Regions from separate parts of the Mus musculus genome. Here regions 1, 2, 4 and 5 are each linked to region 3. The links are chromatin contacts, called in public promoter capture Hi-C maps. All regions are on one chromosome and are shown on one strand. Each heading gives the region's core, a stretch centred on a gene start, on an enhancer-like site or on the middle of the called end of the contact. The rest is flanking DNA. Distances are from core to core; before and after follow the strand shown. Region 1 holds the start of Ddx52 (DExD box helicase 52). Region 2 holds the start of Tada2a (transcriptional adaptor 2A). Region 3 holds the start of Usp32 (ubiquitin specific peptidase 32). Region 4 holds the start of Brip1 (BRCA1 interacting protein C-terminal helicase 1). Region 5 holds the start of Synrg (synergin, gamma).

The links. Promoter capture Hi-C pulls out the DNA fragments that hold promoters and counts their contacts.
Region 1: a promoter capture Hi-C map of liver shows a contact between it and region 3, with 4 times the contacts expected there. The contact joins the promoter of Ddx52 here to the promoter of Usp32 in region 3. A contact is called at or near these places in 4 of 39 promoter capture datasets (hippocampal neurons, liver and pre-B cells).
Region 2: a contact with region 3 is called in a promoter capture Hi-C map of hippocampal neurons, with 5 times the contacts expected there. The contact joins the promoter of Tada2a here to the promoter of Usp32 in region 3. A contact is called at or near these places in 4 of 39 promoter capture datasets (embryonic stem cells, hippocampal neurons, liver and 1 more), 1 of 484 Hi-C or Micro-C datasets (embryonic stem cells) and 1 of 115 datasets of contacts at active chromatin or transcription factors (astrocytes).
Region 4: a promoter capture Hi-C map of liver shows a contact between it and region 3, with 5 times the contacts expected there. The contact joins the promoter of Brip1 here to the promoter of Usp32 in region 3. A contact is called at or near these places in 6 of 39 promoter capture datasets (the C10 cell line, embryonic stem cells, hippocampal neurons and 2 more), 1 of 484 Hi-C or Micro-C datasets (B cells), 3 of 115 datasets of contacts at active chromatin or transcription factors (astrocytes, embryonic forebrain and large pre-B cells) and 1 of 9 other capture datasets (embryonic stem cells).
Region 5: a contact with region 3 is called in a promoter capture Hi-C map of pre-B cells, with 4 times the contacts expected there. The contact joins the promoter of Synrg here to the promoter of Usp32 in region 3. A contact is called at or near these places in 6 of 39 promoter capture datasets (the 3T3-L1 cell line, hippocampal neurons, liver and 2 more).

The regions. Positions count from the first base shown.
Region 1 is chr11:83,939,927-83,945,572 of GRCm38.p6, forward strand. Ddx52 (DExD box helicase 52) reads left to right here and starts at 2,164. Exons shown (of 15, transcript NM_030096.2): 1 at 2,164-2,338; 2 at 3,317-3,515; 3 at 4,610-4,743. The coding sequence starts at 2,252.
Region 2 is chr11:84,125,370-84,130,953 of GRCm38.p6, forward strand. It overlaps Tada2a (transcriptional adaptor 2A), which reads right to left and starts at 4,199. Exons shown (of 16, transcript NM_172562.3): 1 at 4,168-4,199; 2 at 1,619-1,726. The coding sequence starts at 1,643. It also overlaps a transcript of Acaca not described here.
Region 3 is chr11:85,136,384-85,141,384 of GRCm38.p6, forward strand. It overlaps Usp32 (ubiquitin specific peptidase 32), which reads right to left and starts at 3,572. Exons shown (of 34, transcript NM_001029934.1): 1 at 3,328-3,572. The coding sequence starts at 3,385. It also overlaps a transcript of 1700125H20Rik not described here.
Region 4 is chr11:86,198,230-86,203,201 of GRCm38.p6, forward strand. Brip1 (BRCA1 interacting protein C-terminal helicase 1) reads right to left here and starts at 2,964. Exons shown (of 20, transcript NM_178309.2): 1 at 2,880-2,964; 2 at 643-765. The coding sequence starts at 735. Brip1os (BRCA1 interacting protein C-terminal helicase 1, opposite strand) reads left to right here and starts at 3,131. Exons shown (of 7, transcript NR_130959.1): 1 at 3,131-3,323.
Region 5 is chr11:83,961,001-83,965,906 of GRCm38.p6, forward strand. Synrg (synergin, gamma) reads left to right here and starts at 3,431. Exons shown (of 20, transcript NM_194341.2): 1 at 3,431-3,546. The coding sequence starts at 3,476. Ddx52 (DExD box helicase 52) reads left to right here. Exons shown (of 15, transcript NM_030096.2): 15 at 750-2,088. The coding sequence ends at 807.

The DNA of each region.
Region 1 (5,646 bases), core at 914-3,413, 1.2 Mb before region 3:
CACACTCACACACTCACACACACATACAACACACATACACAGAGAGAGAGAGAGAGAGACTAAAAAATGACCACTTAATATGAAACAGATTTCATACTCAGCAAATGTATTTAGAGGCATGACACATTGCCTCAGCTTCAGAAATTTTAAAGTCTGTGGACCAATGTGGAGCTATAAGTGCAGCGCAATAGAAAAAAGCTACGGTAGAGGAACGTGGTCAGGTGTGATGGTACACGCCTGTGATCTCAGCACTTGGGAAGCAGACAAAGTTGGATCTCTGTAAGATTTAAACCAAGCTCCAAGTCCAAGTCCCTCCTTTTAAAGTAAAGGATATAGAGCACAAATTCAACGAGCAAGACAAATCTATTCTCTGGAAGAAGGAAAGTGAGCTGGCCATTGGTATAATGCTAAATATTTCCTAGTAAGGAAGGCCACCTACAGGGCTTTCCTCAGCTCCTGGGAGGTTAACTCTCTAGGGAACCATTAATACCATGGGGCTATAACTGGATGGGAGAGACCATAACCTCCACTGTATTAACGTGGATAAACTTTGGTCCTGCCTAAGCTAAATGCTACAAACGTCTTCACAGCCTTATCTGTTCTTCTGCATGGGTTCTCAGGATCAAAGTCAGATCATCAAGTTTGCAGGGTTGGTGTCTACCTGTTGAGCCATCTTCCTGTCTCCTCAAAATACTATTTATAGAGAGGGAGTAAATATATTTAAAAGAGTAAGATGTCCCCACTGTTAGCTGTAAGGAGGAGTCAGGGAAGAGATTTTCATGACATCTTATGCTCACTCCACATCTGCTCTCCTCGAGAATGAAAGTCTCACTAGAACTGAACTTTCCCCCTCTCCTCTCTATATCATAGATCTATCCACAAATGATATGGACATATGATGTTTGAGTCTATGCATTGTATTATTTATATTTTGATGTCTCCCAGTTTTGTTTCTCCAGCCTTCAGTCCTGAGCTTCAGACTCTTGGGTCCAAGTACCTAATTGGATGTCTTCACTTAATCAAGTAGAGATCTACATGTCTACAAACGTAACAATTCCATGATTCTCATTCTCACCAAAAGGCTGCTCTTCCTTTCTTCTTAGTTCAGTAAATGGCATGCCATCATCCCAGCTCAAACCACAATATTTAGCTACCTCTGGATCCATTTCCTCACCCTACACAAACTCCATCAGGTACATTAAACTCTATATCCAAACTGTAGCCCAAATCCATCCACATTTGAATAGCTATCAACCCAGATAAAAGCAACAGCTACTTTAGTCTCCATTTCTACTCTTATCTGTTCCATGTCCCTTCTCCAAATAACTCCAAATAATCATGTATGGCCCTTTCACGAATTCATTCATCAAACATTTATGGAAAGCAAACAGAACCAGGGATACAATCATAAAGCAAAAATAGATCTTCATGTTTGTGGACTTACATTCCAGAAGACAGGTTATACAAAACTTAAAAAGTCGAGTAGTTCAAACACAATGAGAATGAATCTAAAAATCAAATGGGATAAACTAAGATAGTTGCTCCTTCCATGAATTTTGGTTTTGCAGCATGTTTAGATTAAAACCTAAATACTTCATCATGCCCTTGTTACAGCGTTGAGACCTGGTTTGTTTGCCCCTGTAAGCTTAGCTCCAGCTACTCCAATTTTCTTTCCTTTCTTCATTTCTTCCTTCATCCCTCCCCCCACCCACCCCCTTTTCCTTCTTTCTGTGGCACTGGAGAGCAACTCAGATCGGCTTCTGTTCTAACAAGGTTTCAGATCCGTTTCCTTCTTCAGATGGGTTTTCTCTTCCCTGGAATGCTGTTCCCATGTCTTGGGAAAGTGGCCCCTTCTCAGTTCAAATTTGATTGAATTTAACCAATCTAACTAAACTAGCTTCTACCCCTTCTCAACCCATCACAGCTTTTAATTTGCCTCACGATGCTTTCCATTTTCCTCAGTTACAGTAACTGGTTAATAGTATCTCTGTCCTTTCTAAACGGTAACCGAAAATGCAGAATATTGGCGTGTTGCTCATCAAACTATCACTAAACGTCTAGCACACTCCCACGCACAAGAAGCGTCGATTTTGGATTTTGTGAACGAATTCCCAGCTCACACGTTTTCCACGCCTATCACAGCCAGGCTCCGCCTCCTGGAGCGACTTCCGCTACGGCCTGTGCGGAAGCAGTCGCGGATAGAAAGTGGTAAACGCAGGCGCCGGGAGGCCGTGGGGCCTTCTGGGTAAAGATGGATTCCTACGACCTGTTTCGCCGGCTTGGAGCCGGCGCCAAGTTCGACGTGAAGCGCTTCTCAGCAGACGCTACTCGATTCCAGGTACTTTCTGTACGCGGGGAGCCGCGTGACCGAGAAGGGGCGGGATCCGGAGATTGAGACCGCCGCCAACCGGGCAGCCGGCGCGCTGGAGACCCCGAGGCCAGGCTCCGATCACCCCCAAGCATTTCCCTCCTGGGATTTAGCTTAACCTAAGATTTACCCCAGACTTCTGAAGGACTGTTTACTGAGCCCCGGTAGACTCAGTTGAGCCTGGCACAGACATTTTGATTCCCAGGTATCTTACTTTACTCACAAAGTTGGAATCCTTTCCGAGACCCCTCTTAGAAACTAAGAAAGCACGCTTTCACTGTAAGCTACCCAAGTTTGACTTAATGTACAGATAGCTGTACTGCAGTGGAGAGTTGGGGTGTTTTGTTTTGTTTTTTCATCACTCTAACCAACCACATTTTAAGTAGCCAACCAAAAGTGTGATCCTGATATGCGGGGGGTTTCTTAAAGAAGTAGTGAGCATGAAAGGAAGTCAGTTGGGACTCACTTGTGAAACATTTTAAACATAAGCCTTACTGTAAAATACAGCCTTTGTGGAGGGTGATGTCTGTGTTTCTTCGTCCTGACTGCAGTGTTGTGGTTACATTTGAACCCTGGAGCAGGGATTTCTGGGATCAAATGCAGGGCCTGCTAGTGAATACTTCTGAGATCTTCACTAAGTTACTTGCTGGTGCCTGGATTTTTTTTTCCCCTCTTCTGTCTCACTGCTATTTACCTTGTAGGGTTGGTGTGAGGATGAAGTAATTTAATATCTAATAAATATCCTTGACGTGTAGTAAATGTATATAAATATTCATTGTTGTTGTTGATAGGATTCTGTTTGCCTAAACACACTACTTAGCTCAACAGAATCTTGTTTGAAAAGGTTAAAAAGGCGAATTACTGAACCTGCGTCCTCCGTACAGCCAGTCACGGTTGGATGGAAACAGTTCTGGCAGTAAATTTCATTTAAAACTTTTGGGGTTTTAGGTAGGAAAAAGGAAATTCGATTCCGAGTCTTTGGAGGTCCTGAAGGGACTAGACTTCTTCGGAAACAAGAAGTCCGTCTCAGATGAATGTGGAGCATTGCAAATACACCAGGAGCCCCCAAATGAGGAGAAAACACAAGGGGTCCTGTTGGAAAGGAGTAAGGAGCCCAAGAAGAAAAAGAGAAAGAAGATGACTTCAGGTTAGTATTGGCTTAATGCTCATTTTTTTTCCAGTTCCAAAACGGTGCAAGCTGGTAAGTCAGACAACACATACCTAGCAACCTTTGTTGATGCCATCTGGATTATACCTAGGTACTGGCTGTTACTTGCTACTGCAATGATGGTCATGCATAGCCTTTTGGACAGGTGTTGCTATTTCTGGAGAATAATAATCCTAATGTGGAGGTACTCTGTGAAAAAATATGTATCACTTCCTTAGAAGTTATGTCTCAGTGAAATTAAAAATTATGTCTTAATAATGCCACAGAGGAGATGGAGAGATGGCCTAGCAGTTAAAAGCACTGACTGCTGTTACCGAGCATACAGGTTGAATTCCCAGCACCCACATGGCACTTTACAATGCCTATAACTTTAGTTCCAGGGTATGGAATGCCTTCTTTTAGTTTCCCTGGTTACCTGGCATACATGTGATACTCAGACAAAACACTCATACCCATTATTTAAAAAAACAAAAAACAAAAAAAATCAATTAGAAACCTGGGCATAGTAATACTTGCCTACAGTTTCATCACTCTGAAGTTGGAGGAGGGAAGATCTGTAGTTCAAGGCCAGGCTAGACTTTGTAAAAAACAAAATATTCATTGAAGATCTTTGCTCACTACTCATAGAATTTTTTTTTTAGATTGTTCTCACATATTTGTTCTACCATACAAACATTAAAGTTGGCTAATCTAGTCATTAAGACAGTCAGGTCTACTTCTAATTGAGCCAGTGTTGACAGAAACAGGAAGAACTGCTGTTTCTATGATGTGGACAGCTCTAAGCATAGTAATTTCATTGCTATTGCACATGAAATCTTCCTCTATTACAGTAGTTTCTAGCTCGATGTTTGATGAACAAGCTGGCTGCCCTGTAGCCTGTGTATGCTCAGTCCATCTCCTGTTTGACACATACAGTTGTCTTGATGTTCAGAATTAACACAGCCAACAAAAGGAAGAGAGCAAGCCTGGGTGTTCTGTCTGCACCACGTTACAGCTCTCCTGTTCCTGGCCTTATGCCAGTTTGGCACACCTAATACTGCTGCACTTGATACCTTTGATTTTTTCAAATATAGAAGTTCCTGCTCAAGAAGACTTTGACGGTGGTATCCAGTGGACATCCTCTGTAGAAGCAAAGCTTCAAGATGAAAAAGTCAGTGGAGAGAAGAAGTTAACTTCAGGAAAGTTGGAACATCTCAGAAAGGAAAAGGTTCGAAAAATACCTTCACCTCCCAAAATGTACAGAGTTTTCACTGGACATCCCGTTTGTGAATTTATTTTGTTAAGATGGAAAGCTAATTATATTTGTTTAGGTTTTACTTTAATGCAGACTGACAGAAGCCATCTGTGCAGTGCCGGAGTGCTTGGTTACACTTATAGAAAGATCAGAGTTCAGTTCTGGTTGTTTATAGATACGTGGTGTATGTGTATAAGAAGTCCTGAGCTCCTCAAGTTTCAAGAAGAATAGTGTGCGTATAATTAAAAATTTCAAGTTTCTTGGACTGGTGAGATGACTCAGTGGTTAAGAATGCTGGCTACTCTTGCAGAGGACCCAGGTTCAGTTCCCAGTACCCATGAGGCAGCTCGCAACCGTCTGTGACTCTAGTTCCAGACATCTCTGCAGTCATCAGGCACACACGTGATGATAATACATTCATACAGACATATAGCAAAAACACTCATATACATAAATTATTTTTTAATTCCAATTTCTTAACTCCTTTTGATAAGCCTAAAATTTGGCACCCTTTCTCTTCAGTGTTGAACTTATTACGGTTTAAAAGCTTCTATTTTCCTGGGAGGGATTACAAGGCTAGGATTCTTTTTGTTGTGGCCTACATGGATCTCTTGATTCTCCTGCCTCTACCTTCCAAACCACTTTACCTATAGAGGGATAAAGTTCTTCTTCTTTTTTTTTTTTTTTTTTTTTTTGGTTTTTTTGAGACAGGGTTTCTCTGTGTAGCTATGGCTATCCTGGAACTCTGTAGACCAGGCTGGCCTTGAACTCAGAAATCCACCTGCCTCTGCCTCCCAAGTGCTGGGATTAAAGGCGTACGCCACCACTGCCCAGCTAAGGATAAGGCTACAGGATGTGAAAGAACAATGAATCTAT
Region 2 (5,584 bases), core at 2,949-5,448, 1.0 Mb before region 3:
TAATGGTGACTGGACTCAGGCTCTCTGGAAGAGCAGTCAGTGATCGTAACCACTGAGCCTCTCTCTAGCAACTGAAATTCTTATTCTATAAAGATATTCCTGAGGCCCCAAGTTTGAGTCACACCATCAAAGGGAGACATAAAACGGAAGAACCACGTGGTTGTTGTGGACCACACTTGTAAATCCTGGGGGAGACCTTCAAGACCTGCCTAAGCTACAGATCAAGTTCTATGCCAACCAGGGCTATACAATAAGACCCTGCCTCAAAAAAGCCAAACAGAACAAAACAAAGCCAGGAACAGTGAGTGGTGCGTTCCTAGAGTCCTAAGTACTGGGACGACGAGGCTGAGAGACTCATTTAAGAATCAGAACTTGGCGGAAAAAAAAAAAAAAATTCTGACCTTGAAACCAGCCTCAGCAGCAAAGTGAGAATTCACCTGGAGAATAAAAAATAAGTAAAACAGAGCTGGGAAGGGAAGGAGACAAAAGGAAGACAAAAATGGTCTTCAACAGGGGGACGACACTAATATGGAACTTCTCACTCCAGGTGAGAACACAGTTCCAAGCCTGAACCTTTGCAGCAATGACTGCGGCAAACAGGGCAGGGAGGAATGCACAACAGCACAGCTCATTTGGAGGGGAATTTAGGAAGAGAGAAATGAAACTACAAATCATTATTATTATTTGTGGGGTTTTTTTGCTTGTTTATTTCTTAGGCAGGATCTCAGTATGTAGGCCAGGCTTGACTGGAACTCATTATGTGGATCAGACTGGTCTTGAACTCACAAAGATCGCCTACCCTATGCCTCCTGAGTGCTGGGATTAAAGGAATGTGGCATGATGACAGGCCCTAACAATTGTTTTAAAGGGTGGGAATAGCAGGGAGGGAGTGGCCTTTAATCCTGGACTTGGGAGGCTGAGGCAGACATGTTACCAAGCAGAAGCCAGCCTGATCTACAGAGAGTTCCAGGACAGCTTCAGTTCCACAGAGAAACCTTGTCTTGAAAGACAAGAGGTGGGAATACTTTCAGTTTACACTTGGAACATTAGTCAGATGAAAATATAGAACTAGATGTGTCCAAGATTCTAACTTTCTGAATATACGGAGGGAAGATGCAGAGTGCCTCTGATACAACGACAGGAACCAAATCCTAACAACATACTTCTGGGTCTTACTAATGAACATCAACTTTATGACTGTGCGTGTGTGTATGTGTCTGTTGTGTGCACTGCCCAATTTTGTGATCTCTAATTTCTTTGAAATCCAATGATGGTACAAGCCTGAAATCCCAGCACTTGATGAATAAGTAGTTTAAGGTCATCCTTAGCTACAAAGCCAGTTCCAGGCCAGCCAGTCTACATGAGACCCTGGGCTCAAAATAAACACGTCTATTTCCTGATCAACCATATGGTGACTGGTTCACTCAGCTTGGCTTTTTTCTAAAGTGATGAAGCTGTGCCACATTCAGTAGGCAAACAACAGACCGGTCTTGCCTGACTTTACTTTTATGTGCTATTCCTAATTCCTTCAGGCATTATCAAAGGCGCTGCTTCCCTGATCAACCTCTACTTTAGGTGGCTATTTATTGTCACTTGAGACTTGTCCCACTGTACTTACTGCTAAAGGAACCCAAACGGTCCATCCTCTAGCTGACTGATGGCTGCTTGATCTCCCTTGATGTAGAGTTTCAAGACTTCAGACGTTGCCAAACAATCCCACGATCCCCTAAGAACAAAGAGAAGATGCACACAGATCAGAAACCAGTCCAAGGTATATTTTGGCAACCCGACACGGCAACTGTGTGGTTGCCAACCACAACACTCAGACCCCCCCCCTCGCTCACAGAATGTGAAGTGCAGCCTCCTTACAGAACCTGGAACTTGCTGGTATGGTGGTATTCACCTTTAATCCTAGTACCCAGGAAGCAAAAGAAAATAGGTCTCTGGTTCAAGACCAGCCTGGTCTACATGAAGAGTTCGGAGCCAGCTACATAGTGAGATCCTGTCTCAAAAAATAAATTGGATTTTATTACTGGAAACTAAGGAATCCTACCCAACATATGCGGATCAGTAACTTACTCCTTCAGACAGGAGGACTTCAATGTCATCCCTGGCTATCTTGGACTGCTTGAAACTCATGGTGGTGCACACCTTTGATCCCAGCACTCAGGAACCACAGACAGCCTACTCTACAGAGTGAGCTCTAGGACAGGCAGGCAGGGCAACATAGAGAGACCCTGTCTTAGAGGGGAAAAAGGAAAGAAAACCCAAGCCAAAACAAAGCAAATACCAATTTGGACAAATAAATGTTAGTTTTATAAAAGGCTAATTCAGCCGGGCAGTGGTGGCACATGCCTTTAATCCCAGCACTTGGGAGGCAGAGGCAAGTGGATTTCTGAGTTCAAGGCCAGCCTGGTCTACAGAGCTAGGACCACACAGAGAAACCCTGTCTCGGGCTGGAGAGATGGTTCAGTGGTTAAGAGCACTGACTGTTCTTCCGAAGGTCCTGAGTTCAAATCCCAGCAACCACATGGTGGCTCACAACCACCCATAATGAGATCTGACGCCCTCTCCTGGTGCATCTGAAGACAGCTACAGTGTACTCACATATAATAAAATAAAATAAATAAATCTTAAAAAAAAAAGAAACCCTGTCTCAGGGGGTGGGGGACAAACAAACAAACAAAACAAAAGGCTAATTCACCTTCATTTCTCCTGAAATAGATTTTTCTTTTTTTTTTTCCTTAAGATTTATTTATTTATTATCTGTAAGTACACTGTAGCTGCCTTCAGACACTCCAGAAGAGGGCGCTTGCTACGGATGGTCGTGAGCCACCACGTGGTTGCTGGGAATTGAACTCAGGACCTTCTGAAGAGCAGTCAGTGGTCTTAACCTCTGAGCCATCTCTCCAGCCCCCCCCCCTTTTGTTTTTAAAGATTTATTTATTTTATTTATATGAGTACATTGTAGCTGTCCTTAGACCCACCAGAAGGCATCAGATCCCATTACAGATGGCTGTGAGCCACCGTGTGGTTGCTGGGATTTGAACTCGGAACCTCTGGAAGCGCAGCCAGTGCTCTTAACCGCTGAGCCATCTCTCCAACCAAAATAGGTTTTTCACGTTGACATTTTTAGCTTGGGGACTGACATACAAAGTATATGCAATGCTTAGATAAGAAGGCTGAGGGTCAAACTTTAGGCTATTTTGGGTAGGGGTGAGTTTTTACTCTATTTCCAAGAAAAATGATCTTTGAAGAACGTTGTGGCTCAGTAGTTCAGTTGTAGGGTGTTTTAGCAAGGATGCTTTATATTCACACTCCAGCATCCATTGAGCAAACAAACCCAGTACTCCAGAGGTACAGACAGTACGATCAGTTCATGGAAACTCTTGGCTACATTAAGTTCAAGGTTAGCCCAAGATACATGAGGCTGACTAAAAAAAAAAATTAATTAAAAAAAAAATTAACAAAGGCATATGTCAGGTACTAAATGTAATCTTAGTACGGGGACTATATCTTGGAATCCTAACAATCTCCTGACATAGGCTGTTTTCCCCAAGAAAATGAAGCGCTAAAGATTGGGGTATTTGCACAATGTTTTTACAGCCTGGTGAACAGCAGGGCTCTATCAAGACCTTTACAGTGGCAAAGATTCTACAGTACGTTCTGACAAACACTTCACATTGCAAAGCACAATGCTGCAGAAAGCAAAATCCTCCTTCCTCTCCTTCCTTAGAAGACCACGCAGTGACACTAACATCCTTGAGAGATGGGCTACATTTAAATTAATTACAAGAGGGATCAGGGAAGGCATGGAGGGGCAGGATCCCATGAGCACAGGGGAGCCGCGGGCTTGGCAGTTGTGCAGTTAACATCCTTAGAGCTGCACGGTCTTGGGCAGGTCACTGTAGCCGGGCCTCGACCGCAAAACAGTGCTAAACACTGGGGCGCGGAGACCCACGTGGGGGTTCGGCGGGTCAGGTGGGCCGGGGCCGTGCTCCACCGCCCAGCCGGGAATACGGAGCTGCGGCACCGCCAGCCGCCGGGGGGAGGGGCTCGGGACTCGCCCGGCCGCGCCAACCTCCCCCGCCGCGTGGCCCCGCCGCGCCAGCCGGCACCTCGTGACCCCGCGTGCCCTCGCTCCCGCCGCTCGGCCCCGCGCCTCACCTCGCCACGTCCCGCACCTCGGCGCCGAAGAGCCCGCCGCTGCGCGCGCTGTGCAGACTCTGCGTGCGCGCCGCGGCCTGCGTGCGCGGCCTCGACTCACGTGCGCGGTCCCGTGCCGCGAGCACGCCGAGGCGGTCCCGCCTCCTCCAGTCTGGCAGCGGGCGGGTCCCGGTGGCGCCGCCCCGGGATGGGGAGCGTGGTACCTGGCTGCTAGTCGGTGGGCTCTGAAGTCTGACCTGCTGTCACTTTCTCCGTCGCCACAAGCGGCCCGGTGGCATGTGCTAAGGCGGCTTCCGCTGTTTCAGTCTAGATTTTTTTCTTAACAGTCCCATTCCAATTCTTTTGCAAGCAAAGAAACTGAGGCTGCCCAGGCTCTGGACTGGAGGATGACGAGCCCCGGGCGCATCATGCCACTCATGGATTACCCGGACTGAATGACTTGAGGGGTGAAGAGGGTCCTTTTTATTCTGATGCTTCTGGGACGTCGAAATTGCCTTCTCTGGAAAGACCCATCCCCTGCCTGGGCTTCAGAGGCCCACATGGAAACGCAGTGATGATGTGGTGGTCCACTCTGATGTCACTCTTGAGGGCTAGGTATGTCCCAACATCTCTTATTACTAATAGTATAGATTCTTATAAGAGCTTCCATTTGTGGAGTCCTTCAATACTGCATGCCAGGCATTGTACAAAGCGGGTTACACATAAGGGTTCGTCTAAAACAACTTTCTGAGGGAGGCACTGTTACTGTCCTCATGGTCCAGCATTGAAATATATAACTTAGGATCACAGTGCTACCAAGTGTTGGGGAAGAGCTCTATTCCAACCCATGGCTTGATCTTAACTATTATGCTGTATATCTATTTAAAAATCTGTTTCATAGATTTGCCCAATTTCTGTTGGAATTCATTTATACGATATCTGCCCGTGTGGCATCTTGATTTGTTTTTTGGTACACAGGTAATATAAGTCTATTGTTAAAATAAAAATAAAATCTGCAGCTGGGTGCAATTAGTGGCTCACATCTGTGATCTCAACACTTGGAGAGTGCAGGACAATTGCTTTGAGATTGAGATCAATCTGGGCTACAGAGTAAGAGATCTGTCTCAAAAAAAAAAAGAGTAGTAAAGAAAAAACATTAAAAATTCACATGTGAAAGTCATCCCCACCACGTTAAATAAACAGTTGATGCTATAGAGTACTTCACATTTACTGACTCTCCAAATCCATTCATTTCACAAAAGCACAACGAACAGCCACTTCCCTGGGTGCTGAGAATTTGGTAGTGAGCGAAGTATATGCTCTTGCACATAAGGTTTGTGTATTTTATATATAAGCAATAAAATATAAGTATGTTGCATATTAATATATAAGTAACAAATATTTTTAAATGCCTCATAATGTGGTTTTATGGGAAATA
Region 3 (5,001 bases), core at 2,322-4,821:
ACAAGTTATAAACTGATGTAACATGGTAAAATAGACATGTCAAGCAAAGCTTTTAAAATTCTCAGTATCCATGCAAACAGGCATGCTTCCTTAGATAACACATGCATTCTCTAAGAGAGGGGGAGAGACAAAACACCAAACAATGCTCATAAGATAAAAATAAGTAATTTAATGAAAAAAAAAATCAAGCTAGGTTAGTGAAACGGATCAGAGGATAAAGGTGATCACTGTCAAACCTGCTAACTTCAGTTCACTCCCTGGGATCCAGGGATCCACATGGTACAGTGAGACAATTGACTCCTGAGTCCCAATTGTCCTGTGACCTCCATAAATACACTATGGCAAGTAAACACATACAAATAAATATAATACAAACATTTTAATAAGTTAAGCCTCTTATATGCTACTCAAGATATTTATGATATCAGCCAAAAAAAATCTTCTAAAATTTGTCTAACACTATATACTTTCAGAAAAGTAAAAGTTGAAATAATTGGCAATCTGGCAAAATAGGATATAAACCCAAAATTCATCCTGATTTCTAGAGCCTCAAACAGACTAGACTGGCCTCTCACTCAAGTCCAGTGTCATCTGTCACTAACACTGTAGTCAAGGCCCCACTTTACTAGACAAACTGCCTGATATTTCTTGTTTGCATTAATGCATCAGATTTCTTTTTAATGTTGTGTAATTATGAACAGGTAGTAGGCAATGCTCATTTAAATTAAAGCCAAAGGGTCAAATAGTTCTATGAGGCTTGTTCTATACTTGTCAAATCCTATTTGCCCCAACTCACCTTATCCAATGTAAACAGATAAACAAAACTGATGCAGGTATTAGTACCTATTTATTCAGGCACCCCCAAAAGGTTCTCAAACCATTCAGCAAAAGCTTACAAAATCTTTCTGTAGTTAAAGTCTGACATCTAATTTGCCTGTTTTAAACATACCCCAGCCTACACTTAGAAACTACTTTATCACCTTGCTCCTCTTTGGTTTAATTTCCCTGCAGCAAAACTGACAAAAACAGAGGCAGGCGGATCTCTGAGTTCAAGGCCAGCCTGGTCTACAGAGTGAGTTCCAGGACAGCCAGGGCTACACAGAGAAACCCTGTCTCGAAAAAACAACAACAACAAAAAAAACCTGACAAAAACAAACCCATTCAAACAACTAAGACTTTAATTCATACCTTGATACTTCTTCAAATATGCATTTTAAAATTTCACGGGCACATTTCATAACACGTTAAACAAAAACCTTTCACCAGATCATTTTTAAATGTATTGATTCCATTTATATTTTAAAATGTACAGTCTTGCAAGGCATGGTGCTGAATGCTTTTTATCCTGCACTTGGGAGGAAGAGGCAGGTGAATCTCTGAGTTTAAGGCCAGCATGATCTACAAAATGATGTTCAGACAGTCAGGCCTACATAGAGAAACCCTGTCTCAAAAAAACAAAATACACAATCTTAATTTGATATAAAGTAAATCAACAAGAGCTGGAATAAAAGTTTAATTTTAGAATTTCTTAACGCCAGGTATATCACTGGTATTCACACCCTTAAACTTAAGGAACACTTCTGAACAGCTGTAAATCATTTGACTGTGCCCTATTTCATGCCATGTAAGCCATAGACTAATTGCCCCCAGACCTGTCAAGCTCAACAGAATTCAGGAAGTGACTGGTCTACTAGGGTTGGAAATAAATCAAGAATTTGGAATATTTCTCATACTGAAACAGAGAGAAAAAGTTCAAGTAAGATTGTACTTAAGAATAATCATCATGCAGCCGGGCGGTGGAGGTGCACGCCTTTAATCCCAGCACTTGGGGGGGCAGAGGCAGGTGGATTTCTGAGTTCGAGGCCAGCCTGGTCTACAAAGTGAGTTCCAGGACAGCCAGGGCTACACAGAGAAACCCTGTCTCGAAAAAACAAAACAAAACAAAACAAAAAAAAAAAAGAATAATCATCATGCAGATATGGTAAGGAAGAACCACTAAAAGGTGTATTTTCGCTATTCTGCTCAGCCCCAAAATTGATGCAGCTACAATTCTGTATCTTATTTTCTGTTTATTAGGTTGTGGGTCCAATGAACTTATTTCTCTTTGTATATGAACTAGATCTCATTTCTAAATCCTCACTTTAAAATGTCTTTTTCATCATATTTTAAGTTTCTATCCCAAGCTACTAAAAACACCTGGCGCATGACTGAATTTACTTATTTATTTATTTATTTATTTATTTTGGTCTTAGAAATCTGTTAACAATAATGTCTGGCCACTAATCTGCTTAATGTTTTTCACTTCTTACCAAGAAAATCCATTAAACATCAAAGAGAACTACAAGCACCACACAGACACACTCTCAAATCTCAGTCATGAAAAATTAAGTCACATTCCGGCCATAAACTGTGCAAGACACTTCCAGTTAGCACGAGCTTTACACTGACAATCGTATCAGAGTAAGTGGTAGGGGGTTGGGGGCTATTAACAACACAGTGTGAATCAGAGCCAAGAGCAGCAGCCGTTGACAGCAAGGCCAGTCTCTGAAGGGAGCTGTAATACAGTATCACAATGCTGGGTTTCCGAATGCCATTTTAAGGGAGCGAGGGGGTAAGAACTGGGAATCAAGTGTACTAAAACCGTCTGATCAATGTCCGAGGAGAGGAAACCTAAGACAAGGTCTTATGAACATCAGCTGTCTAATCTGTTCTCACCTTAAACACAACTTCACTTTCAGGTCGTTCTTAATCAAAGTCAACCGCTCAAAGGGTGAAGGATGGCAGGAGTAAATGGAAGGATAGTCATCGCCCTCAACAGAGAGGCAAAGACCCTGGGAAAACCAGAGGCTCCCTAATAGAAAAGGACTTCCAGGAGCAAAACAGAACGCCCTGTCTTCTCCTCCAGCCAATGCTGTTAGAAACCAGATTAGGATGTTGTCGGAGGCTTTTTTTTTTTTTTTTAAATGAAAGAGTGATATGAGAAAATGGCACTGAAGGATGAGGGGGCCTGGAAGGGTTGAGCCACCCAAGAACCGATGGTCAGGGCTTCCCTGCACCTAAACAAGATAACAACGCCAACCGAGTGCACCGGCAATGGCCAGCCAGCGCCCGGTACCCCCGTCACTGCCAAAGCTTCGCCCCCTCCCCTAGTGCCCCAATTCCCACACCCCGCTTCCCCTTCCACCTCCCTGCCCTCGATATTCCCACGGCTGGCCTCCCGGGTCCTTCGCCAGGCACCCCACGCCCCAGCCTCCTCTCCCTCCGGCCACCCACCCCTGGGCGCTCCGCGCTGGCCTCCCCGCAGCTCACTCGACCCCTCCCCCTCACCTCTCCTCAGCGCCTCCTCGTAGCTGAGGAATCCGATCCGTGACTCCTTGGCGCCCATGCTCCCCTCATCCCCTCGGCCGGGGGTCGGAGCCTGCTTTCGCCCCCACCCCCCTCCCGCCTCCTTCGCGGCGTCGCCGGCTGACGGTGTCGGCGTCCCCGGCCCCCTCCTCCCCCAACACTAACAAGTGCGGCTTCTGCCCCAGCGACTCCTCCCGGCCGCCGCCGCCGCCTCCATGCCGAGTCACGTGACCCGCTCCCACCCCGCCCCCTTCCCCTCCCTCCTACTCCGCCCTTCTCCTCTCTCTCCTCCCTTCGCGTCTCGCCTCACTCCTCCTCTCCTCCCTTCCGCCCCCACCCCGCCCTCCCGCCAGCACCGCCGCGGGTCACCTGACCCAAGGCCCGGGACGGTTCCGGGTAATGGCCGCCGGGGGGCCACGCTCCGCCCCACCCCACGCTAAGAGCGCGCAGGGGGGGCGGGGCGGCCTCGCCACACGTAGCACGTCATCCCTATCTTCCTGCCAATCCTAGGCCTCGAATCCCGCCGCGGCGCTCAGCTGGCCAAGAGGGCAGTGACTTCCGGGGCGCCCGAGGACGGGTCTTCCCGCCCCCCACGTTCTGGCGTTCGACGGGCGGGGCCGGAGCGATGACGGTTGGTGCTGCGGTGGCCGCGACCCACCTTGGAAGACTAGGGGAATGTTAGGGAGCAGGGGGGGTCTGAGGAAAGCGGTGCGGGCGACAAAAGGAGCGGGCAGGCGGGGGACCCCTAACGTTCGGGGGATGTTGGCAGAAGTGGAAGATGAGACTCACGGCTTCTCTGAGAAGATACCTCTTTTTCCTTCTAGAGATGGAGCCTCAGGACAGGGCAGTGGACCTTGTCGCAGTATTTTACTTTCTACGCCTTCCCATTCTCCAAACGCGGCTGCCTTAGCTTTTCTTTCAGAGGCCCAAGCCACTATGTTGGTCCATTTTTCCCTCTGAACCTGTTGCCTCCCTCCCCCAATTTTTTTAAGCCGCATTAGATGTTTTGTTTTGGGTGTTTGTTTCTGACGCAGGGTTCTGCTTTGTAACCCAGGCTGTCCTCGAACTTGTAGATTCGCGTGCCTCAGTTTCCCATGTACTGGTTCTACAAGAAACACCACACCCAGCCCTGCCACCTTCATGCTTCAACCAAACACTTGCCCTCTAAAAATGAGACAGTTCAAAACTGAGTAGCTTGCTTTAAAATACATATATTTTATGTATAATACATATGTATATAGTGTGTGTGTGTGAATTTAGTAGCATTAACATTTACATCGTTATTCAGTCTTAGTTTATCTTCAGGACTACTTGATCTAGTAGAGAACTGAAACTTTCAACAGTAATGTTGGTTCATCAAGGCAACTACATTTCTCCTGTGACTGGCTTATTTCACTTAACATGGCTCATTGTGTTGTAGCATATCAGGCATGTGGTTCAGCAATTCCACTTCTCAGTATATAGTCCCGAAGTATGTCTTTAAAGGGATGTGTGAACAGCTATTTATGCACTCAGCATTTATAGTATATACAATAGTCAAAACGTTAAAAATAAATGTCATAAGTTAGTAAACAAAATGTGGTGTATAAACACAATGGAATGTTTTTCCATTTCCTTTTTCTGGGTGGGGGAACCAGTGAGACAAGTTCTAGCAGT
Region 4 (4,972 bases), core at 1,714-4,213, 1.1 Mb after region 3:
TATATTTAATTATACAAGCACAAGTAGTTTCTAAGGAACTATGATAAGTGCTAGAGAGGTGGTTTAGCACTTAAGAGCAGCTGTTACTCATGAAGAAGACCCAGGTTCAATTCCCAGCACCACGTGGTAGCTTACAACCACCTGTAACTCCAGTTCCAGGAGATCTGATGCCCTATTCTAGGCCCGTCAGGCCTCAGGCACACATAAGTTGCACAGATACACATGCAGGCAAAACACTCATACACATAGAAATAATCTAAAAACACAGATAAGCAAACAAACAAAAGCCTGCAATACTAATACCTATAAATATCTATGAGAAAAACTCGATGAGAGATACTGCTAGTAGAAGGGGTTATAATGACTTTGAATAGAAATATAAAGGTAGTAGAAATGAAGAATAAAAATCAAAATTCTAAAGGAGCTGAAACTGTTTTTCAGATGTTCTTGCTACATCCTAACCTAAACATACACAGCTTAAGAGTTATCATATCACTTTCCTAGAACTTAGGTGCTCTTCCAGATGAATCCAACAAATCCTAGCCATCATTTTATACCTGTGAATAGTCACAAATTCAATGTATACTTGGAATCACAAGCCACAGCCTCTTGGTAAAGACTCAGCTGCTGTAAAAGACTTACAGAATTCATCATCGCAAGCTGTGCTGGATACGCTCTACAGGGAAAGTGGATCTTCACCCCACCGATGGTGTAGTCAGACAACACTGAGGACATTCTGCCTTCTTCTCTACTTTAGGTGCTTCACTACAACAGAAACAATAAAATCAGTAGAAGGGTTGGCGAGATGGATTCCCAGAGCCCACATCAGGCACCTTACAAATGCCTGTAACTCCAGCTCCAAGGACTCCCACAACCTTATCTGGCTTCTGCAATAACCTGCATTTACCTGGCATAGCCATCCACACATACACTCACAAATATAAAAAGGATTACAGTTTACATATCGAAATAATGTCATTCAAAGAAAACCAGACACCTAGCAATAGAGCTGAAGTCTGATAATAAAAACTGGAATTAATAAGCACATATATAAAAGTAATAGAAATAAAAAAAAATCTTATCCTTATAAATAAATCTCAGGGTCAAGAGCACATACGTACTAGAGTCTGACCAGTCTAGACTGGCACTCCATGATGTATTAGTTATGATGTAAGGCAAGTCACTTTTCTAGAACTCCATGTCCTCAGGTACAGAATAGGAGTCCTAACAGAAACAAGCCTTATAAGACTGCTGTAAAAGTTAAATAATGTAAAAACATACTGTACATGGCAGATGAAACACAAGCTCCTATAACAAGTTTGATTACATATATTCAACTTATAGATACAACAGATTTCTGAAGCAGCTCTGCTATTCCATAGCCTCACTGTTTCCTCTTATTCTGTACATTCCTGTTTGCCCTTTTCACACTCTCCCAGTTAGAAGGAAAAGGCAGATGAATGGGCAGGAAGCACAGGTTGTATCTATGACTTAACATTTTTCACCTGTAAGTCTAAAATTCTTTTCTGCAATAATATCTAACTTTAAAAATTGTTGTAAGGGAGAAAGTATCTTTCCACAGAAATTCACTTAATTTTTTTTAAATCATCTTTTAGTTTACTGGGGGAGGAGAACCCGCATGGCATGACACGTGTGTGGAAGTGAGAAGACAGTGTTCTGGAGACAGAATAGGTTCCCTCCTCTCACCATGTGGGTCTCAGGAATTAAACACTGCTAGCTCGGTTGAGTCCTTTACCTGCTGAGTCAGCTCAGTAATTCTGAAATCAGGAGATTATAATTGAAACAAAATAGATTTAAATCCCACTGTTTGCATCACCTAACCTCCCAGACACTTTTATTGACTGAAGAATTTCGACAGTGGTGAGAAAATCTGGTAAACTCAGTCTGTGAATGGAGATGGTTAAGACAGAAGGTACAACAGGTCATGAAGTCAATAACTTTAACCACAGCTTCTGTGCTCCAAAAAACCCACCACTCTTAAGTTATTTTTCATTTCTAAATATTGTTCTGTCAGACAAGACCTGCATAAAATCAAGCCAAGGAGACCTGTCAACATCCCATCAGGCAGTACTAATTGGACTCATTGGGTGGGAGGGGCGTGTGAAGGGGTCCCGAAGCAGTGTGAAGGATGTACTGGGGATAGGTCAAGATACTTTGTATATATGCATAAACTATCAAAGAATAAATAAAAGATATTGTTAGAAAAAGTATCCAATCACTGATTTTTATCTGTAAACCTCTGAGGTTTAATGGACTCTAACAGCTTATTCTGAAGCAAAAACTCAATATTGTGTTACTAAAATTAATCGAGATGGCAATCTATGCCTGAAGCTGTGGCAACATTCCTCTCAAAACTCATCAGACAATCACACTTCCGGATGTGGTGGCGCAATTCTTCTGGCCCCCAACAATCTCTGGTGGATCTCTGTACGATCGATCGAGGGCAGCCAGGTCTGCACTCCGAGTTCCAGCCCAGCCAGAGCTGGAGGGTGAGACCCTGTCTCTTTAAGAGAAGGGGGGGGGGGGGGCGGGTTAACAAATCTGTAGCCCTTCCAGAAGTACCGCGGAAGCTGGGGCTACCTCCAGCCTGCGTTCACAGAATGTAAGGACAGGCTCCCTGGCCCTCAGCTTTCCTTCCCCAAGCTCCTAGTTCTCACATGTCCACGGGGAGCCACACCATAGAGCCCGAGAGCCCGCCGGCGCCAGCCTGCAGGAGCCCGTCCCCTCCCCGCGCCCTCCTTTCCATTTGCCCACGGCTGGCTCCCGCTCCCAGAGAAAAGGAACGGCTGACGTTTGACAGAAGGCAACGCGGAGCCGACCTACAAGGAAAGCTCGCGAGTACGAAAGTCCTCCCTCACCGGCTGTTCCGACGCTGCCAGGTACCAAGGTACAGCCACTCCTCCCTCTCCAGGCTGCACTCCGCAGCGCCACACAGATGAATTCGCGCCTCCCGCCCCTCGGTTCCCAGTCAGCCAATCACACAGCCAGACCGGAAAAGGAAACAGCCAATCATCGTACGAGGCCAACGCTATACCGCCCAATGGGAGCCCGCGAAGTAAAATCAACCCTCGAGTACTTGGCGGGACCGGAAGACGAGCACCGCCCCTCCCCCAAACCCCACCCCGCGAAAAAGACTGGGACAAGTTCCGCACATTTGCTTGAAGGAAAAAAAAAAATTCTTGTACTGTGAGACTTTAAGAAGCACAAAATGGGCGTTAGACGGGTCTTACATTTGGTGCATTGACCGGGAATCGTCCTGCTGGCGGGTCCAGTGACAGGAGACCGGAGGATTGTTCGAGCAGGTACCGCGGCTGTGTCTCTTTGTGTCCGCCCTTGGCGTGCGTCTATTCCGCGCGTCTATTCCGTCTGTTCCCTCTATTTTGAGTCGGCTGCAAGTCAGTTTGGTTTCGGTTTGCAAAGGAGTTGTCTGCCGGGGGTTGCCAGAAGCGACCTTAACGCTGCGGTAACGAAGAGTCCTGGAGGACGCTCCAGACTCTCAGAGTGGGAAGTCGGATCCGATCCGCGAGATCCGGGAGGGCTCGACTTCATCTGGGGGTCAGTGGCAAAGAGACCACTACCAAGTTATTCAGTGTATCTTCTGTGGCGCTCGTGGCAGGGGCGCGTTGGTATTTTACTTTCTGTTTTTCTTTTTGTGTGTGGACTGGGACTGACGTTATTTTTGGACAGAATGGGACACTGACCTTCCACCCCTCCGAGTTTTACTCTAGAACATTGGAGGGAGGTTAAGACTAGAGCTCACAATCTCTCAGTAAATGTGAAGAAAAATAAATGGTTTACTTTTTGCTCGTCAGAGTGGCCCACCTTTCAGATTGGATGGCCTCCTGAGGGTTCTTTCTCACTGCCTCTTATATTGTCCGTCAAGAGGTGCATTTTTGGTGCTGGCTCGAAGAGCCACCCTAATCAGGTCCCATATATCATAGTGTGGGAAGATTTAGTCACCGATCCCCCTCCTTGTGTTCGCCCGGTTCCTCTTCAGGACCAATGGCTGTGCCAATCTTCGCCCTTCAGGATAGGCCCAAGAAAGATGTTCTCCCCACCACGGATACTGATCTTCTTCTTTATCTCCCTCCCCTTTATCCTCTCTCTCTCTCTCTCTCTCTCTCTCTCTCTCTCTCTCTCTCTCTCTCTCTCTCCTCATGCAGCTCAAGCTGCAGGGCCTTTGGCCCCGCCCATTCCGCCTGGAGAATCAGGGGGACTCGCCATCCTCCTCCCTCCCCAGGTCAGAGGGACCTGCTCAGGAGACTCAGAGACAGTGGAGGCAACTCCTGAGGGTGCCCATATTCTGCCCCTCCCGGCCTATGGTCCCCGGATGAACAAGGTCATCAGCCTTTCAGTATTGGCCGTTTTCCTCCAATGACTTATATAACTGGAAAACTCATAACCCCTCATTTTCTGAGAATCCACAAGGTCTAATTAACTTAATTGAATCACTTCTCCCATCAGCCCACATGGGAAGATAGTCAGCAACTGCTTCAGGTTCTCTTTACCACAGAGGAAAAGCAGCGAATCCTTGAGGCTAGGATACATGTCCCGGGGTCAGGTGGGCGCCCTTCCCTCCTGCCAGGGAATATTGATGCAGGCTTCCCATTGACCAGACCGAACTGGGACTTCAACACCCCTAAAGGTAGGGAGCACCTGAAGGTCCACCGCCAGGCTCTGATGGCAGGTCTCAAAGGGTCAGCACACTGCCCCACCAATTTGACTAAGGTAAGGGAAGTGGTACAGGGGCTGAATGAGTCTCCCTCTGCCTTCCTAGAGAGACTCATGGAGGCCTTTCGCCAGTTTACCCACTATGATCCTAGCAGTGAAGAGCATAAGGCAACAGTTACTGTTGCCTTTATTGACCAATCTAGCAGAGATATTAGGAAGAAGTTGCAGAAACTTGAGGGATTGTAAGACAAGTCTCTAAAGGAACTAGTGCAAGTAGCTG
Region 5 (4,906 bases), core at 2,181-4,680, 1.2 Mb before region 3:
TTATTATTATTTGGATAATTGCACTTTAAACGTTTTGTGTTTATAGCATTCTTTTGGGCTTATTAAAACTAAGCTACAAGCAGCCTTGGAAGTGCTGGTTAAGTCTTGTGGTATCAACCATACCCTTAAGGCTTTCTTTCCATTTGCTTCTAATTTAAAGACCGTCTTTCTAAACATAAGAACAAGATCTATCATGATCTAGTTCATGCTCCTTTCTCCATTACAGACACAGGTTGCTTTGGGGTGTATAAGTTTATGTCTTCAGCTCAGCTTCCACATTAAACTTGGGACCCGATCCCTCAGTGTCTAGACCCAGCCTGGTGTGGTGAGGGGTGGATTTGGATTTGGAGCCTAAAAACTGATTCTAATAGGAACTTTCTTGGGTGACTTGGGCAAGCTGCTTGTCTAATGTGTGATGACCAGCAGGTTTTATCCATTCTGCCTCGTTGTCTTATTTGAAAGTGCATGTGCAAACAACACTTAACAGCAGTGTCCAGTACTTACCACAGAACCACTGGGTCAAGACCAAACTCTCTCCTTTGTGCTATGTAGTAGTGTAGTTGGTTATAACGTTTTTCATATGGACAGTGATTTTAATGCTAGACCAAGACGTAGGAAACATCTTTGTTCCCAGCTCCTCGGATGCTTTGCTGTATGGTAACTTTTAGCACATGTTTATTTAGCCTCGGTTAGGTTATAGAAGTAAATTCATATGGAATTTCTAATTCAGTATGTCTTCCTTTTCATAGGAAAAAGGTTGCTGGCCAAAACAGCAAGAAGAAAGAAACTCTCAAAGAGAAAAGTTAAAAAATAAATACCTTAGAAGGCAATCCCTGCAGTGTAACTTATGAGCCTGGCATGGATTCTCATGGAGTACTTACAACCATCTTTACCAAACATTTGAAATCCACAAGGATATGAGAGGACAGAATGGTTCTGATGTAGTGATGCATCAAGCTTCACTTTGTAGGTGGGATTTATACAATGAAAATAACAGGCATTGGCATTTCTGCCTGAATCCAGAGAGATACTTCTTATAGAAGAACAAGAGCCGATGCTAAAATAACACCCAAGTGTGGTGAACTCTTAAGGATTTTGCCCTTCAAGTGTGAAGGAAAGTGTGATGCATGCTGTGGAGAGGCGTCTGGAACAGAATTTTAAAATAAAACCTTGAGTTTGAGTGCACCATCCACACTTGTGTGTATGGAGAGCCAGCGCTGTGTGGGATGCAAACAAGAGCAGCAGCACAGGCCAGACACAGGAAGGAGCCTAGCACTCCCTTTAGTGTTTCTTTGTGGTAGGAGCCACAGTAAGGAGGTCCCCCATCTGTGGTTATCCAAATTCCAGAGGATTGGAAACTTGAGCCTGTTGAAATTGACCTGTACTGCACTGGGGAGGAAGCTTATGCTTAGCTGTCATAATGTTGCAACTGTAAGGTTATGATCAGCCTTTCCCTGTCTGACTTCATTCTCCATCATTTAACCATGTTCTTTCCTGTCTCTTTCCACCAAGATGACTGCCTGAAAGCAGATAGCACTCTATCCTATCCTGATGAGGAAGAACATTCCCGTTACACGATACACCTCGTTTCATTGTCTCAGATGCTTATCTTTGCTGAGACTTGATGGGCTTCAGCCACCCTCCACAGAGAACTGTGATCATTTGGACCAAGGCAGTGCACAGTATGCAGGTTTTCCTTAATTACCTGCTTTGTACAGTGGAATAAAAAAGGCTTGGTACAAGTTGAAGCACTTAAGACTGGAGCCTAGAATTTCTCAGGGCCTGTGCTGCCACAGGACTACAACATAAGTGACTGCCAGCAACTGAATTAAGCCTGTTTCCTTTACTCTAGGCAGTTGATACTTTAGTCTAAAATCAGCACAGTAGACCTCCTTTTAAATGTGTATTTGTTTTGAAAAGGGATCTCTGTATCCCAGACTGGCCTGGAACTCACAGCAATCCTCCTGTTTCAGCCCCTTTACTGCTGAGAATACAGACATGAGACTGATATTGAATAGATGGGATAAAGATTTAAAAAAAAAATCAGGCTTCATTTAAATAAACTGCTCTAGAGAATAAAAACTAAAAGTTTGTAATTGTTTTGTTCTTGCAGAGAGTTGAGTCAGTGTATATCCTGAAGTGGGTATACACTTGAAACCATTGCGGCTGCATTTTCATTTTAGACCTTCAGCTTTTCCTGTGTTTTAAGAGTAAAAGTGCCTATCTCTGTGTCTGAAGCTTTGTATGCTAACAGCACCACTCTTTAGCAACTAACGGCAGTGATGAAGTATAGAAACGATTATGTGGTATGGGGCTGTGATCTCAAAGCATCCTAACAAGACTCTTAACACAGGTGGGGAGTGTCCTTGGACGGATGCAGATAGAGATGGTAACAGATCGTGTTGATAATCCCCATTCAGTTATTTTCTCTTTATTTTTTCTGAGCAACCACCCAGTCCATGAAGTAGCTACAAAACTTGTATCAGCTTTTTTTTTAAAAAAAGGGTCAGGAATGGATTTAAACTCCTATACATATCAGTAAGGACTCTCCTATATAAATGCTAGCTTTGACCAGGGAAGAGGAAAAGTGAAATAGTAAACAAGACCAAACAAGGAAAACAGATCTCACAAATAGTGGGCGTGGTCCTAGTTAAAGGACCAAGGACTTTGAGGACATATTGGTGTGGACACACTGCAGCTCCAAGATCTGAGCATATTACAAGAACTTCTTTCAAGATTTTTTTTTCTCATTTCTAAAATAGCAGTAATAACTCAGGGACATCAGACTATTAAATGCACATAAAACTGGTCTAGTAAACTAATAACCTATTATAATTGTCTCAGCGAAAGCTGTAAGGCAAGAAGTGGCAGGGACTGGTTGTGATTGATCCATTATCTAAGAGCTTAACAAACTTACTTTCAACACATTTTACTTCCAGGTAGCTTGGTTAGGGTTGGAGGTGTCAAAGTAAAAATACCCTGTGTAGGTTCAGCATGTGCTCACGGTGCCTCACTATGGCAAAACCGACCACATGAGTAGGGCACCTTGGAGGATATCCTCTTCGTGTGTATTGGGTCCATGTATGCTCTAGATTGACTTAAGTAAAAGGTACTGTCAGTGTCTGTAATAGATGCTGAAGAGAGAGTGCCAAGGGAAACAGCTGTAAAGGCCCTCTAGGATCCGACTGCTGTGTAAAGGAACAGCAGAAAAGCACCTGTGTTCCATCATCTGGTTATATCAGGACCTACTGTGTGCATTAGTGCAGATCCGGGTTTGCAAACTAACTACACCAGCCGCAGTGCTGTGTCTCCTGCAGAATGCCACCGGGGCGCGCCGCTCGTGCCCGGGGGCCATGAAGTCACGTGGGCGCGCAGCCCCGCCCCGTCGTCGGCCCCGACTTGGTGGGGCGGTGTCTGCCCCGGAAGTGCCTGTCTTCGGCTGACAGCTGCTGGCGCGGCGGCGGCCCCGAGCAAGATGGCGCTGCGGCCGGGAGCCGGAGCCAGCGGCGCGGCGGGGGCGGGCGCGGGGCCCGGCGGGGCAGGCAGGTGGGTCGGCGGGGCGGGCGGAGTGGGCAGCCATGGTCGGCGGGGTGGGCAGGTGGGGCCGGGCGCAGGGGCGGCGGTTGCGGGGCGCGAGCGTCCTGGGGACCCGCGGGGAGCGCGCTCGGGTGCAGGCGCCACCGCACCTGCCGCGGGGCCTCGAGCGCCCGCGAGTCCCTGCTAGGCTTGCTGGGCTCGAGCTGCTGTCGGAGCGAAGGCTGTGACGGTCTAGTCGCAAAGCTGGAGGAACCGTTTTAAGACTGTACAGTACTGTCTTTCCTCTCATAGAGCGTCCTGTCCAGTCCTTTTTTCTTTTCTTCACATACAAATAGAAAAATCTGAAGACCTTTGAATTAGTAATTGTCTTGAGATAAAGCCCGTTTAGTAGAAAAAAACATTTGTCTGACTCCTTTTAAAATAGACATTTTGAAACAAAGAAAATTCACTGACCAAGAGCAGTATGCTCCTCTTAAAACAAAAGCTTCCAGACTTTATTGAGCTCCTTTTAAAAATAAAAATCTGCTCTTTGTTCTATTTCAGATAATTTTTAGGCTATGCTCCCTGTATCCAGAATGGTAAAGGGGTGTTTGTAACTCAAGTTCATTTTCATTTGACAAAATGTTTGATTCCAGAAAGTCTGCTCCCCTTTCTATCATGACTCAGTTTGTGTTTATTTAATTAGCTGACATATAGCACACACATTCCGAGATAAAATTAGCTTTTATTTTTAAATATCCTAAGTTATCTTTGGAAAGCGAAGTATTTGGGTTTTTTTTTTAATGTATAGTTTAATTTTGGAATCACCTACACTTCAAATGTGTAAAAGATTTTAAAGTAACCGTCTCCTTCAGGTGCATATTGTGAATACACACACACACACTCATTCACGGAAGGAAAAAAAGCAGTCACTTGAATAAAGCAACGGTGTGTGGCCAGGTTTTCTGCTTCCTCTACAGTCTTTGACTTTAAACTTAAAACATTTTCCTTCCTCCTCTGGTTTTGTCACTGTTTCGTTGGGGTCTTTCATTAGTGAGCATTAGAAATTGCTTTTGCCTGCAGAATATATACAGGATGACAATTTCTAAAGTGGCATTCTATTAATCTAATCAAATGTATGAGTAATAATGGGACCAGTCCTAGAAATTTTCAAAGAATTTCATGTTTTAGGCACAAATGTTTTCAAAAAAAAAAAAAAGGAAGACCCCCTGGGCACAGAAAAATTCAGTGTGTTGCTCAGTTTGGTTTGTAGTATTTTAATGCCACTGGTCCAAGGAGCTGCACTGGAGAATGCCTGTAATCCAGCTCTGAGGAGATGTAGGCAGGAAGATCAGGAGCTCAAAGACATGCTCAGCTATCGGGAGAGTTT